Regions from separate parts of the Mus musculus genome. Here all the other regions are linked to region 3. Evidence: chromatin contacts called from public promoter capture Hi-C data. All regions are on one chromosome and are shown on one strand. The core of a region is the stretch at or near the end of the contact, and the rest is flanking DNA. Distances in the headings are between cores, read along the strand shown.

Evidence for each region. Promoter capture Hi-C pulls out the DNA fragments that hold promoters and counts their contacts.
Region 1: a promoter capture Hi-C map of pre-B cells shows a contact between it and region 3. The contact joins the promoter of Tigd2 here to the promoter of Fkbp9 in region 3. A contact is called at or near these places in 7 of 39 promoter capture datasets (the 3T3-L1 cell line, cranial neural crest, embryonic stem cells and 3 more) and 1 of 115 datasets of contacts at active chromatin or transcription factors (embryonic stem cells).
Region 2: a contact with region 3 is called in a promoter capture Hi-C map of embryonic stem cells, with 3 times the contacts expected there. The contact joins the promoter of Nap1l5 here to the promoter of Fkbp9 in region 3. A contact is called at or near these places in 4 of 39 promoter capture datasets (embryonic stem cells, hippocampal neurons and pre-B cells) and 2 of 9 other capture datasets (adipose tissue and liver).
Region 4: a promoter capture Hi-C map of cranial neural crest shows a contact between it and region 3. The contact joins the promoter of Fam13a here to the promoter of Fkbp9 in region 3. A contact is called at or near these places in 3 of 39 promoter capture datasets (cranial neural crest, hippocampal neurons and liver) and 1 of 115 datasets of contacts at active chromatin or transcription factors (astrocytes).

The regions. Positions count from the first base shown.
Region 1 is chr6:59,207,321-59,210,952 of GRCm38.p6, forward strand. It overlaps Tigd2 (tigger transposable element derived 2), which reads left to right and starts at 1,550. Exons shown (of 2, transcript NM_001081145.1): 1 at 1,550-1,861; 2 at 2,019-3,632. The coding sequence starts at 2,830.
Region 2 is chr6:58,905,610-58,909,109 of GRCm38.p6, forward strand. It overlaps Nap1l5 (nucleosome assembly protein 1-like 5), which reads right to left and starts at 1,517. Exons shown (of 1, transcript NM_021432.2): 1 at 1-1,517. The coding sequence starts at 1,358. The coding sequence ends at 888. The region is part of intron 23 of Herc3 (hect domain and RLD 3); the gene reads left to right.
Region 3 is chr6:56,830,151-56,833,724 of GRCm38.p6, forward strand. It overlaps Fkbp9 (FK506 binding protein 9), which reads left to right and starts at 1,909. Exons shown (of 10, transcript NM_012056.2): 1 at 1,909-2,277. The coding sequence starts at 2,057.
Region 4 is chr6:59,022,533-59,025,987 of GRCm38.p6, forward strand. Fam13a (family with sequence similarity 13, member A) reads right to left here and starts at 1,970. Exons shown (of 18, transcript NM_153574.2): 1 at 1,780-1,970. The coding sequence starts at 1,808. It overlaps Gm52905 (a long non-coding RNA gene), which reads left to right. Exons shown (of 2, transcript XR_003956447.1): 2 at 1-2,378.

The DNA of each region.
Region 1 (3,632 bases), core at 300-2,799, 2.4 Mb after region 3:
AAGTGGGATGGGCAAGCAAGGCAGGATTTTTTTTTCATTTTTTCTTCTTTAATACCATAGGCCACAGTGACCCCAGGAGGCTGGAAGAGAGGAAAGCCAGGCAAACTTCCGTTTGGCTAAGAACAGCCTGATTTCTATGAGGTTGGCAGTCTGAAAGCTAGTTCTCCTCTGTTAAGGAATGAACAGGTGCGAGTGTTTTTGCGCACTCCTTAAGAACGAGAAGGGAGAAGGGAAGTTTTTAAAAGCAATATGAATGAAATTGTTCTTTACTAGGAATGGTCATTTGGAACCACTCAGATTGCTTCCTTGTAAGCTTGAAGCGGGTGAGAGTTATGGGAAGTCTACTTTCAGGCAAAACTAGGGCTTGTCCAAAGTCATCCATAGGACAGCAGAGATAGATCAAAGATCAAAGGATTTCCATCCAGCAGGCCAGAGAGTGGAAGGGTGGGACTCTGAGAATAGCAGCACAGAGAAGGCTTGGGAGACAAAAGAGGGCCAGTAATCAACATTCTTTCTCTGCAGAGTGAATGAATGCTTGGTTTGATTTCCCTCTCTCCTGGTGCTAGAATTCTAGAGAAACAAACAAATAAACAACCTCTTCTGAAACAGAATAATCCACATTAGGTTGTAGTTTGTGGAAGAAGGATTTAAAAACAACACCACCTAAAAAACTATTATGCAAGAGAGGGGCTCTACGCTGGGACTGGATACAGGTGGAAGTCTTGAAATTCCCCTTTGACAGCAGGAAGTGGTCCTTATATTCCTGCACCAGCATTAAGGTCATCAGTGCCGACCGTCATGCTGGCTGGCCTCTGGTATCCGGCTCTGTGTTGCCGCAGCCGCAGAAGAGGGCAAAGAGGCTCTGTGCACTCCCTGGGCCTTTTTATTTTTACATTTGATAACTAGATTTAAGAAAAATAACAAGTATCAAGTACAACCTTTAATCTCTTAAATTTCACAGTAGGTATTCCAAATATTTGATTTTTGGCTTTTGGTAATTATATAATTTTTCAAAAAACAAAACAAAACAAAACAAAACACCACAGTGGATTTAAGACTATTCATTTAATAATTTAACTTCATAAAACATCAATACTAAATTGTAACATTGTAAACATGATTAAAATATATCTTAAGCTACTGAAGAAAGAAAAAAGAAAAAAACAACATGATCCTCAAAACAGCACAACTCTCACTTCCTTGGACACAAATATAGGAAAATTACCCAAATGATACTAACAGAACAACCTGTTAGTTAGAAGATAACAGAAGAGAGTCCTTGAGGGAAGATTCCTGGAAGGTTACAGCTGTAAACTCATTAGGGCCTTAAAATATTCCCTGAGTCTTACCAGAAAGAAAACCTTGCTATTATTCCCTTCTCATCTGCAAAGTCCGGCCACCTAGAATCACCCTGCGTCGCCCTCTGCTGGTCTCAGCCGTGAGCCACACGCTGGGTGTCCGGAGGCGGAGCATTGGCCAAGCCCCGCCCCTCCCCCAGAAGCCGCGCCCCCGTCAGCGGGCTCGCCCGCGCATCCCGCCCCTCGCCGACAACACGTTCCTGCGGGGGCGCGCGCGCGCACCTAATCCCCTGCCTTCCGGCTCGGCCGCGCAGCTCCGTTGCGCGCTCGCTCTGCGGTGGCTGGCGGGGTCGACTTCGCTGGGGACTTCCTCTGCTGGCTCTGCGTTCTGGCCGGTCAGGCGGAGCGATGCCCGCACCCTGCTTCCCGGCGTCCCGCGCGCCTGGTGACCAGTCGCTCGCTGTAGGGCTGCGGCCGTGACCCTCTGCCTCCGACTTTCACCCAGCGTCCGGCTCGGAGCTTGCTGGCCGGCGGTCTCGGAGAGGCCCTGGTAGTGTCAGGAGGTAGGCTCTCAGCTCCCGGGTGGTGCCTGCGAGCGTTATTTGTCTATTACCTGTCAGGTTGATAGGTGGCAATGTCCTAGACACAGTTGCAGGGGTAGGTATGAGTTATACGGTGGACTGATACTGAAAGGAAAACGTGTTTGGTATTTTCCTATAGGTTTCAAAGGCTCGAGTACCTCTACCACCCCAGCAGCTACTTCTGTGGTCATGGAGATCTTCTTGCACCAGGATTACTGTATGGTCTTCACCCAGCCTACCACCCCCTAGTTGCAGCCTTGGGTCCTGATTTCCACCAATGAAGTTTTTTATCCTTTCTTGAATCATGTGACATCACTTGTCCGCTGTTTCCCTTTCAGTTGCCATTAGCAATAAGTTCTTTTTGGTTTAAAGTACTGAGTTGTTTGCCTGTCCACTTACATTCTAAGAGGTGAGACAGCTCACCTCTGCTCGCTGTGACTTTCATAGGTACTCATCAAGAGTCCTTGCCTTGAAGAGAGCGTTCACTCACTTGGCTGTCTGACACAGACATCAACAGTCAGGCTGTGAGGCTTCCTGCTCCGTGTTTCTGTCTGTTAAGTGTGCAAGCCCGAGTAAAACTGTTTTCTTGAACGTAGCATAAGAAAAAAAGAAAAAGAAAAAAAGACCCATGGTAATGGCAAAAATTGATCATCATGAGAATGTTTTAGAAACCTCGGTAGGACAATATTGATTCAACTTAGAGCTTTCAGTAAGGCTGCAATTTAATGAAAAGAGCAAGGAGGAAGAAGAGAAACAAGGGTTATCTGGAGCTATTCGTTGTCATAGGAACAGGTTAAGTTCTAAAATGCAAAGGGAAAAACTCGGACTTTCGTTGAAAATTGTTATAACATCCAAGTCTTAGGGAACAGCTGAGGACTCTTAAGCCTCCATTTTCTGGTCTCTTTGTGTTCAAATCTAAGTTGTTAATTGTCTAAAATAATTAGACTAAAATGTTGGGGAAACGTAAACGTGTGGTCCTGACAATTAAAGACAAACTTGACATTATTAAGAAGCTTGAAGAAGGCAACTCCTTCAAAAAACTTTCTGTCCTGTATGGAATTGGTGAATCCACAGTTCGTGACATTAAAAAAAACAAAGAGAGAATTATAAACTATGCCAACAGTTCAGACCCAACTAGTGGGGTGTCCAAGCGTAAATCCATGAAGTCGTCAACGTATGAGGAGCTTGACAGAGTGATGATAGAATGGTTTAATCAACAGAAAACAGATGGCATTCCAGTGTCTGGAACGATCTGTGCAAAGCAGGCTAGGTTCTTCTTCGATGCATTGGGCATGGAGGGTGATTTTAATGCCTCTTCTGGCTGGCTTACTAGGTTTAAGCAGCGCCACGGTATTCCAAAGGCTGCAGGGAAAGGCACAAAATTAAAAGGGGATGAAACTGCTGCCAGTGAATTTTGTGGTAACTTTCAGGAATTTGTGGAAAGAGAAAATCTCCTACCAGAACAGATTTATGGTGCTGACCAAACTGGATTGTTCTGGAAATGTCTACCAACGAGGACATTGGCTTTTGACACGGACCAGAGTACTTGTGAATATAGGACAAGCAGAGAAAGAATCATTATTATGTGTTGTGCAAATGCCACAGGTTCACACAAGCTTAATCTCTGTGTTGTGGGGAAAGCAAAAAGACCCCGTGCATTCAAAGGTACTGACCTTTCAAACCTCCCTGTCACTTACTTCAGTCAAAAAAGTGCATGGATCGAGCCATCTGTTCTCAAACAGTGGTTTGAAAA
Region 2 (3,500 bases), core at 267-2,766, 2.1 Mb after region 3:
GCTACTTGCTAAAAGCTACAAGACAAAAAGACTTCACAAAGGTCAAACTAGGCAACACTGGATACACATGCTTTACAGAATTGCTACATTCTACATCTCTTCAAGTAAATTATATTTCTAAAATGCTATAAGGTAATTTAACACTTTAAAACATTTGGGGTAATTTTTTACGATTTTGTAAACAAACACTACCAAGAAAACAGGTAACACGGGACCATAACAGATGAACACGTGTTGACAATATTATACATGGAATACACCCTCATTTTTGAAACCATGTTCTTTCTGTAAATGCAAATATTTAAAACATTTTTTCACAACTTGAAATGGCAGTTTTCCTAGCCACATAATCAGTAAATGCTGTCAGTCCAGGCTTGCTCCATGCCAAGGCTCCTCTGGAGTGTAAAGCTGATGTCTGGGTTTGCAAAAGCAAAAGTCTTAAAGATGACGTCGTTCCTGGGTTCCTTTTCCTCTGCGCTGGAAAATGTAAAGAAACTGAAGAATTAAGCATTGAGAAGAGTTCTGTCTTAGCTTGGATGTTCTGGTGTAGTGTGATGAATGGATTTCAACGTGTGACGCACTTTTAATTCCCATCTAACTGACAACCTTTCAACAGTCTCAAGTCCAGTTCTCACAGAAGAGCAGGGAGAAAAAAAAAAGTTTAATTAGGCTTTTTTTTTTTTCTAAAAAACGTCTTTTAGCATCTGTTTTACACAAATAAAAGTCAGATTAGAAACGGGCTAGCCAGAATCTACTTGATTCAATTTAATTTTAGGAATGTCAGAATAGATTCACATTTTATTTTGGGCAAATCCTGAGCCTTTTAAAGTCTGCCGACATTGGAAATAAAAGGGGCAGGGGATTTATCACCTGTCAGCTTGCTGTGCTCACTTCTTGGCGAAGTTGGGACCCCCAGTTGCGCCAGCTGCAGCCTCTTCTTCCTCCTCCTCCTCCTCGTCGTCCTCTTCCTCGTCATCTTCATCATCCTCTCCCTCCAGGGTCCACGCGCAGCCCTCCATCTCTCCGGTGAGCTCCTGGATCTTGGCGAGCAGGGGCTTGTAGATATCGTTGTACTTCTTCTCCAGAGCCTGGAATTCCTTGTCAAACTTGGCCTCGATCTTATCGCAGCGCTTCTGCAGCTTTTTGAGCGCCAGAACCCGGCATTTCACGGAATTGGGCAAGCTCTCCATAAAGTCTTTTTTGGGCTTGGGCGCGTTCTCCGCGGGGGCCTGGGGCTCCTCGGCCGCGGGAGCAGCGGCACTGTCACCGGTCGCGGCATCTTCGCCACCCTGGGCGCCTTCCATTACCTCGTCCTCGGCGCGGCTCTCAGCGGGTCCCTGCTTCTCGGGGTCGGCCATGGCTACTGCTCGGCTCAGCTGGGCTTGTTTGCCGCAGTGGTCTGGTGGTTGCGCAGTCTGCAATAGAGCTGGTCCAGAGAGGTCCTGCAGCTGTGATTGCGGCTGGTCCAGAGTGCGTCTGAAGATGCGGCAAACGCTGACGGCTGTGGTGACGTCCGCGCGGCCGCTTCGCGGCTCGCGGCAAGTGAATGGCTGCTCACTATCAGCTGATGGTTGTGCGCACACACTGCACCAAATTGTTGCTATGCTGCTATCTCCGAGGTCTCTAAAACCTGCCACTTAGACACCCAGCCCTCAGCATCCGCCCCCACCCCTGCAGAACTGGCTGGAACCAGCTCGAGGCTGAGACTGTATTTTTCCATACCTGTTTATACACCCCCCCCCCCCAATCTGTTTACTGTGTGCTCCCCCTCCCATCTTAGTTCTCCAAATCCGCAATGCACCTGACAATCTTTGTTGAAAGTGCGCCATAGCTAATGTTGGTAAGCCTTGGTTATGGGTACATTTCCAAGCCTGACTGCGTCTTAAATTCACTTTCAGAGAACAGAAATGCAGGAGAACCATTTTCCTTCACCTTTGCAGACCCACAGTGCGTGCCTGTATCTGCGCAGACCATCTTTGGCTCTTAGAGCACAGTTAGACATCTCTGTTAAACCTATATCCTCGTGGCAAATTGTTCCGGGAGGGACCTTGGCATTGATTCTGTAAGTGTTTGTGTGGCAAATTTCTGCGCTGTGAGCATTCTAGTAGGTTTCACACAATTGCCTCTGAAAAGAAATAAAGTGAGGGTGAACAGAAGAAATGCAAAGCCCTAGAAGTGTCCAACCGTGTGACATTGTGAAAAGATGCTGTCATGTATAGATGTGTAGGGCCCAATTCAGTTTTTGGGTGGAGGCACACTGCTTCCAGTTAGCAGATTAAACATGCCCATAAAGGCTGGGGAAAAGAGGTCATTTTAATACATCTTGAAATGCGTGTTTGATCCTACACTTCCTTAGGGACCCACAGATGCTTCTACAGTCATTTGTCACCAAACACTTCACAGTTAACCATCTGTTGTTTGAATCTGCTTGTAATTTGTATGTGAGAGCTTTGGAAAAGACCATAAACATCAAAGTCTTGTTTTCTAATAATGAAGTGATCTTTTATTTTTTTCCCCATATAAGCCAGAATTAGAGAGTTATTTGTTTTGTTTATCTATCTATTTATTTATTTATTTAGCTGGTCCAGTCTAGCTTTAAACTATGTGAACTCCAGGTCCTTCCTGCCTCCTTAGAGCTTCTAGAATAAAGAGCAGGGCACAACTTTTAAGTGGTTCCTAGAGGATACATTCATTACCTATTTAGATCTGTCTTTCTCTGTGGTGGGTCTTGCCAGAGTTTTATGCATATGAATTTCATAAGAAATTTCTCTCTTTTACTTCTTACGTGTATTAACTTAATTGTATGTAAACCATTTAGTGCTGACATGGAGTAAGCACTGAATATTTTTAAAGTAAAATTACTGTATTAAAAACAAATACTTTTGTCCCTCTGATGAAAGAAAGTGAAATATACAAAATACCTTTTTAACGTACTTCTGAGTCCTTTAGTTTGTTTTACTCCCCCCTCCTGCCTTGTTCTTTTTTTCATTACATTTTTGTCTTTATTTATCGATGGAGTGGTTGCACATTCAGCAGTATGAGTATCTGTTGGTTCTATCATTCCGACTACGTGCTTCTGGGAATCTCACTTAGGTCTTCAGGCTTAGGAGCAAATGGTTTATTTGCTGAGCTACTTTGCTGAACCTTTTAGGACTTTTACTTTTTTACTCACAAGATCCTAAAACTTAGACTAGGCTGTTAGTAAAGCCTAGCATTTGGGAAGTATTTCTATAAACAAATGGGTCAGTGTAAGCTCTGTGGTAATCAAGATATTGAATAGTAACTTTACTCCCCTAAAATACCCATGGGGCCTTTCCCCTACAATGCATATGATACATTGATCTATACACTGTCTTAATAATTCTATTCTCTTGTTTTGTCTCTCGAGACAGAGTTCTCTCATGCCTTTACTTTCATGAATTTGGAATTGTGAACCAAACAAGCCCTTTGACCCTTAAGTTGCTTTCATCAGGAAATTTTATCACAGCAATAGGAAAGGA
Region 3 (3,574 bases), core at 659-3,158:
CGAGAAATGTCTATTTGCTTACTCACATATTTATGCATTTACTGATTTTTAGTGTGAGCTGGGATTTGGATCCAGGGCCTTGCACACATGTAAGGCAGATTGATGTTGTCACGGACTGAACTACTTTACGGGCCCCTTGGCTATTCTTTAATTGGAATATTTAGTGTTGATTTTGGGGGAGGTGACGATTCTTATATCTTAAAAGTGAATCCTTCATGGGTTGCACAGGATACAAGTGCATCCTCCCTTCTGGAGGCTGGGACCTCTGTTGTTTCTGTTGCTTGTTTAAATGCCAACTCTAGATTTAATATAACCCTATGTGTCTTTTCCTTTTCTTTGCCATGCTTTTGGAGTCTTATCAAAATCATCATTTAGACCAATGTCCTGAAGTGTTTCTTTTGAAAAAAATAATCTTTATTTATATTTCCTTTAGGTGTATGCATGTTTTGCCTGCCACTGTATCTGTGTACCGGATCTGCAATGCCCACAGAAGACAGAAAAAGACCTCAGCTCCCCTGGAACTGGAGTTACAGACAGCTGTGAGCTACCACATGGCTACTGGGTATTAAGTCCAGGTCCTCCTTCCTACTTGAGACTCTGAGAAGGCTTTGCTCTGCGTAGGATAGAGGAAAAAAAGAAACCCGTGCTAACGTAACTTATCAAGAATTTGTAAGACAAAAGTTCAATCCACAGCTCACACACATATACTCAACCATCTGGTTTTTCCACAAGGCAGCAAGAACGGCCACTGGATAAAGGACCTTGTCTTCTATGAATGGTGCTGGGGAACTGAATATGCATAGGCTAGATAAACTAGAACCACATCTCTTGTATACAAAGGTCAACTCAAAATGGACGAAGACTTAAATTCAGCCTTGAAACTATTGGGGAAAAGCTGGAAGGGAGCCCTGGAAAGGTGGCCCGGCAGTTAGGAGCTGAGAGTAAAGAAAGGTTTTGATTGATTCTCAGGTTGCTTGATTCTAAAAGTAGATTGCGGTATTGATTTTCAAGGTCCAGGGAAGCAACGTGGAGCGCCTTTTTGTTCTCTTCTTTTCCTTTGATGATTTAACTTGAAGTGACGTTAGCACGGATTTCTTTTTTCCTCTCTCTCTTGTTCTGTAACTTAGGACACTCCAAGGTTTTTTGTTTTTGTTTTTTTCCAAGTAGGAAAACTGATCACTAACCTTTTTTTGAGGGCCACCTATAGCTTCTTATTAGATCGTTGGATTCTAATCATAGGCTCTATACTAATTTTTAAAGTATCTTGTTTTCTCTTCACTTTGCAGATGTCTCTGATACTTTGTTAACCAGCTCACTCAGGTAGCTGTTGTGTTCCATTTGCTCAAGTTTTATTTAGCATCTTTGCTAAAAAAAAAAAAAAAAAAAAAAAGAACTTGTTTGGTGCCAACTGCTTATTTTTCTCGTTTGTGGGTGTCTTTAGTAGATTTTGGTATCTGGATTATTTGGTAGCTTCCCAAAACAAATTGAGAAAGCTCTGTTGATTTACTTTTAATACTCCAAAGCTTTAATAAATCGAGGATTCATTTAACTAGGGGTCGCTTGTGGGATCTGGAGCGCTGGCCAAGCTGTCACGTGTTAGGAACTTAATTCACTGACCACATTAGTTCACAGCAACTCAAAAACATTCTGAGGGAAGTTCCAGCCTGTTTATTGTGTATGTACACCCCCAGTAACTAAGTTTTTAAAAAAGACTCTTAAGTTTCCTTCCTTTCCCAGAGCAGCAAGGGGAAACTGGATCCGCTGCCACGTAGGAGTCTCCATATCGTCTCTTGGGATCCGCAGTGCTCAGGCGCGGGGCCTGGCAGTCAGAGCGATCCTCTCCCGGCTTCTGGAGGCGGGGAAGGCAGAGGAATTCCCAGGCCGGTGGACGCCCCTCGGGCTGGGCGCGGCTCCTCCCCTCGGCCCGGCACGGGGCGGACGCGGGCGGCGGGGGGCGGGCGCTGCGGCCCGGGGCTAGCCGGGAGACCTTTCCACGTTTGCATCGCCGCGGCGCGCCCAGCCTTGCCCCTCGCCTCCCCGGAGTCCAGGCCGCGCGATGGCATTAGGGGCCCGGGGCTGGCGGCGCCGGTCGCTGCTCCTGCTGCTGCTCTGGGTGACCGGGCAGGCAGCCCCGGTGTTGGGCCTGGCTGTGAGCTCGGAACTTCAGATCCAGCAGAGCTTCGTGCCTGATGAGTGTCCGCGCACGGTGCACAGTGGCGACTTCGTGCGCTACCACTACGTGGGGACTTTCCTCGACGGCCAGAAGTTCGACTCCAGGTACCCCGTGCCCCCACACTCCCCAAGGACCTCCACCAGCCCGCCCCCACCCCCTCCGCCGCCCTCCCCATGCGTTTGGAGGTGTGCTGAGCCTTCAGCCATAGTTGGGACCTTAAGATTGCGGACAGGACAATTCCTCTTTTCCTCTCTGCCCCGCACAGCGGAACACGTTTTTCAGACATGTAAAATGGCCACTCAGCGAGACCTCCAAGAGTGGGTGATGCTCGCCCGCCTTCTTGGTGGTCCGTCTTGACTGGTCTCTGGGTTTCATCCCTGGATTGTCTAGACAACCCAACCTTAGCATTGACTAGTGGGAGGAGGAGGTAGGTGTCCCATAATTGCAGTCACTGTACTGAACTGTTGAGGTGTTAGGCAACGGTATATATATATATATGCACGAGCTCATTTAAATCTTTGGGGAGTTACAAGAAGAAACTTTTTTTTTTTTTTTTTTTTTTTTTTTTTTTTTTTACCAATTAAGTAACCAAGACCAGTGAGACCTGTGCAAATATTGGATTCAGGCTGTGGGAATTCAAATGCTGTGCCTGTGTGCAACTCCTGTGCCCTCCCCTTCTGGCTTTACAAAAACTGTGGGAGAGATGGCCTGGGCTTGCTCATGTAACTTAAGTTTTCAGCTCATTTCAGCCTTGCCCCTTTCTTCAGGCTGCTGTTTCTAACCCTGGGCTGTGTCCTTGTGGTGAAGCACTCCATTAGACAGGGAACTGTTGTGCCTGAATGGGCTTATTATGTACAATATAAGCAGCCACACATGAGTATGTAAAAACATTTAAGGTTGTCAGTACTATGTGGCACAAAGCAAAGGCTTAGATATGGTTAGTCCTCCTTAGTGGTAATTATTTTGGGGGGTGCACAGGGAGATTGAACCCAGGACTGTACATTCTAGGCAAGCTCTGTATTTTTGAGCTATATCCTCAGTCCTAGTCATACCATTGTTTCAGTTGTAGTTTTTATACCAACCCACCTTAATTGAGGTATTCCCCTGCTATGTAGTTCTCCTAGAATGTATAGGGCTCATGAGATGGCTCTGTGGTTAAGGCACTCGCTGACAAGCTTGATCATCTAGTCAGTCCCTGGTACTCTCATCGCCAAAGGAGAAAAATGACTCCCACAAATTGTACTCTAATCTCCACATGAATGTCATGGCACACTCTCCATAAAAAATATGCAAAAAACCTCTGAAAATATAGATTATAAGGTTGATTTTTAAAAATATTTCATTTCTTTTGGCTATATACCCAGGACTGGAACTGTTGAATCAAATGGGACTTAAGTCTAA
Region 4 (3,455 bases), core at 720-3,219, 2.2 Mb after region 3:
ATTTCTATAACAAACATGGAGAACAACAGCCAAAGACATTGGCCTGAGATCTGAAGAGAGACACCCTGCAAGATCATGAGCGATTCGGCATAAACACTTAGACTCACAAGGGACCTCTGTGCAGAAAGCCTCATCATACACACCTGGCCGTTGTCTTCAAGAAGTGTATAATCAAAAGCAGAAATAAACTGCAAGTGAAGATTGCCAGGGGATCAATCATCCCTGCCATGGGGCTTGGAAGTAAGGGGACATTGAGTGCACAGTGAGCTGGTGAGGAGTGACCAGAGAGACAAAAGTCATGACTCAGCATTCTGCAATGCACACTGAGATTTCTAGTTTCACTATAGCGACCAACAATGTAAAATAGTTTTCAGGAACTCACATGGTCATTTTTGCTCTACATAGCAGGCATTCTATTTTTGTGTAGCTACAACAGGGCTTAGTAATGGCCAATACTTTTTATCTAAAACATGACCTGCTTAGAGATCTTGAGGACCGACATCATTGGAAGGACAAAAGTTCCCAACCTAACAATTAGATATTAAAACTCCAAAAAGTGTACATTAGTTTTGTTCTCTTAGAAATTTCAAGCATGGGGACTTTTCCACCAAATCAATGTAGAATTATAGATTACTCTACACAGCACTTTCTTCTACATTAAGTATCAATTCTCTGATAAGGTACTCTGAACACCACATCAAGTTCCTATTACAGTGGACATGTCAGGACAGCAAAAGAAAAACAACCACACTGGCTCTCACCACAGCCAGCCTGAAGGAATCTCTTTACCAAAAATGATACACTTTTAAAATCATATTTCTGTTGCTAAAGCACAAACAAAATATACATGGGATTGTTTCTTTTCAGTAAATTCATTTCATCTAAGTATTTTCAATAAATTGCCATTACTGTCTGATTTTTGACAATACCATTTTCCATAGAAAACTGTAAATGAAACATATATATGAAGTCAAATGTCACTATCACTAAGTAATTGCAATTCAGATGTAACCATATGATTAGCACAAGTCAGTTTTTAAACTATGAACTGTGACCTTGGGCGGCTCAGACTTTCTGTGGGGACAGGACTCAGTGATTTCTGTAGTGGCTTTAACACACAGCACTCAGCACTCGGGTCTACTTCACCAGCAGTGTGCTTCCTAACAGCCAGGGCTATGTACAGTTAGTTACCTTTATTTATTTCTATAGGACTCAGAGAGACACCCCACCCCCTGCCCCCATCACAGTCCTCAAAAGCAAAGCCAGAACCCTGTGCTCTATCACTCTTACACAGCATTTTTTTTTTCCTTTTTGGTTTTTGTTTTTGTTTTGTTATTTTTTTCCAAGCGTCATTTGGGTAACCAATCTACCTAGAATTATTCAAGGAAAAACATTGTTCTCAACCTTTATTCCGATAACTACAATATACTTGAAGAAAGTCCTTGCCTAGAGAGCAGAGAATCAGATCCATCTATGAGCTCTAACAGCCTGGAGACCCAGGAAGCCCATTCAGTTTGCTTTGCTTCGGTTTGCAGAGGTATTGTCTTAAATACACTTCCCTTAAAAGAAGGTATAGCTGAACCCAATAATCATGAGCAACTACACAAAAGTGTCAGTGAAAGAGAAGTGCGCTATTTAAATGTTTCTATCTGGTCTGAGGAAAGAGCACTGTGCAGAACAGACTGCAAGGTTTGCAGCCTGTTACTAATGATGCCGAGAGCACTGGCCAAGTACGCTGCCCAGAAAATACCAAACAGCATAAGAAGCAGAGAACACTACCTTCGCAGCGGCATGATTTCACAAGCCATCCTCGTGTGCGAATCTGCACGGGATCCCCGAGTGCCTTCCAGTCAAGCCCTGTGTGCAGGACCCGCGGAACACACAACCTGCTGCAGCTGACACTGCCTCTCCACCTCCAGCTGCAGGCAAGGATATTTATCGGCTGCCTCCACATTTACACTGCAGTCCACTTTGACCTTTTGTTCCAGCGAAGCAGCTGAAACCCAGAGCCAATCAGAGGCGGAGCAGTGGAGTGTGAAAGGCTGCTCCTCCTCCTGATCCTCCTCCCGCTTCTCCCGCTCCTCCTTCTGTCCCCACCCCACTTTGCTCTGCTCGCTGCTTAGTGGGCTTGGCAAGCCCCAGCAACCTGAAACTTTCCTCTGAGAGGTTCCAGACAAGTCTGTCAGTCTGTGAAGAGCAACCAATAACTGCAGAGGAGCCCAATCCTGCATGGCTCAAAGTGCAAGAAAAGCCAGCAAGGAAATGCAGTGTCAAGGACAGACAGCGTCCCTTAAGGTCCCGTTTCTTTGAGGCCCAAGTTGGACTGCACCTTGTTTTTTTCTAAAATAAATAAACAAATAAAAACTACCCAAACAGTAGCCAGAGAAAGCTTTTCCAGATTGTTCTAGGCTTTTCCTGACGAAATACCTGAACCCTTGCCCTACCCACAGTTTCTTCCCCAGATACTTATTTACACTAGGTTGTGAGCAGTTCCTGGTGACATCACTCAAGGGGAAGAGGACAAGGTGCCCTAACTGGATTCAGGTCTTCAGGAGATCAAAACATCTACTGGTGTGGCCCTTCTGTTTGTTGTTTTTACATTCTACCCAAAATGTCAACTGCACTTGGAAGAGATTTGTTTCTTATTATATATTCTTATATTTTACAAAACCAATTTTTCCAATAAGATTTTCTAAGTGCTTGTAAATGATCTTTTATTATTTTGTATCTCACATATGTGTGTGTGTGTGTGTGTGTGTGTGTGTGTGTGTTTGCCTGCATCTGCATGGCATGTGTGACTGTTGCCTAAGGGGGCCAGAAGAGGGCATTGAATCCTCTGGAACTAGAGTTACAGATGGCTAAGTGGCCATGCTGGGAACCAAACCTGGGTCCTCCAGAAGAGCAGCCAGTTCTCCAGCCCCTGTAATTTCTTCAGGGCCACTCACTATTTCTAGGGAAGTAATTGTAGTTCACAGGCTTCATACAATGCAAGAAACACATCTTGTACAATTTATTTCATATTATGCAAATTTAATAAGTTCTAACACAGCCTACTTTCGCATTAACCTGATACAAGCTAGAGTTACATAGAAGGAAAGAATCTCAATTGAGAATAGCTTTTAAGACCTTTTTCTTAATTAGTAACTGGACGGGGAGGGCCATTGTGGATGGTGCCACCCTGGGCTGGTGGTCCTGTGTTCTATAACAAATCGAGGTAAGCATGTCACGATGAGCAGGCCAGTAAGCAGCATTGGTCCACAGGTTCTGCATCAGCTCCTGCTTCTAGGTTCCTGCCCTCTTGGAGTTCCTGTCCTGGCTTTTTTAAATCATGAATTTAATGTGCAAGTGTGAGCCAAATAGTGTGTGAGGGCGCGCATGAGCGTGCGCGCGCACACACACACACACACACACACACACACACACACATTTGCTTTCTGGTCATGATGTTTTCATTG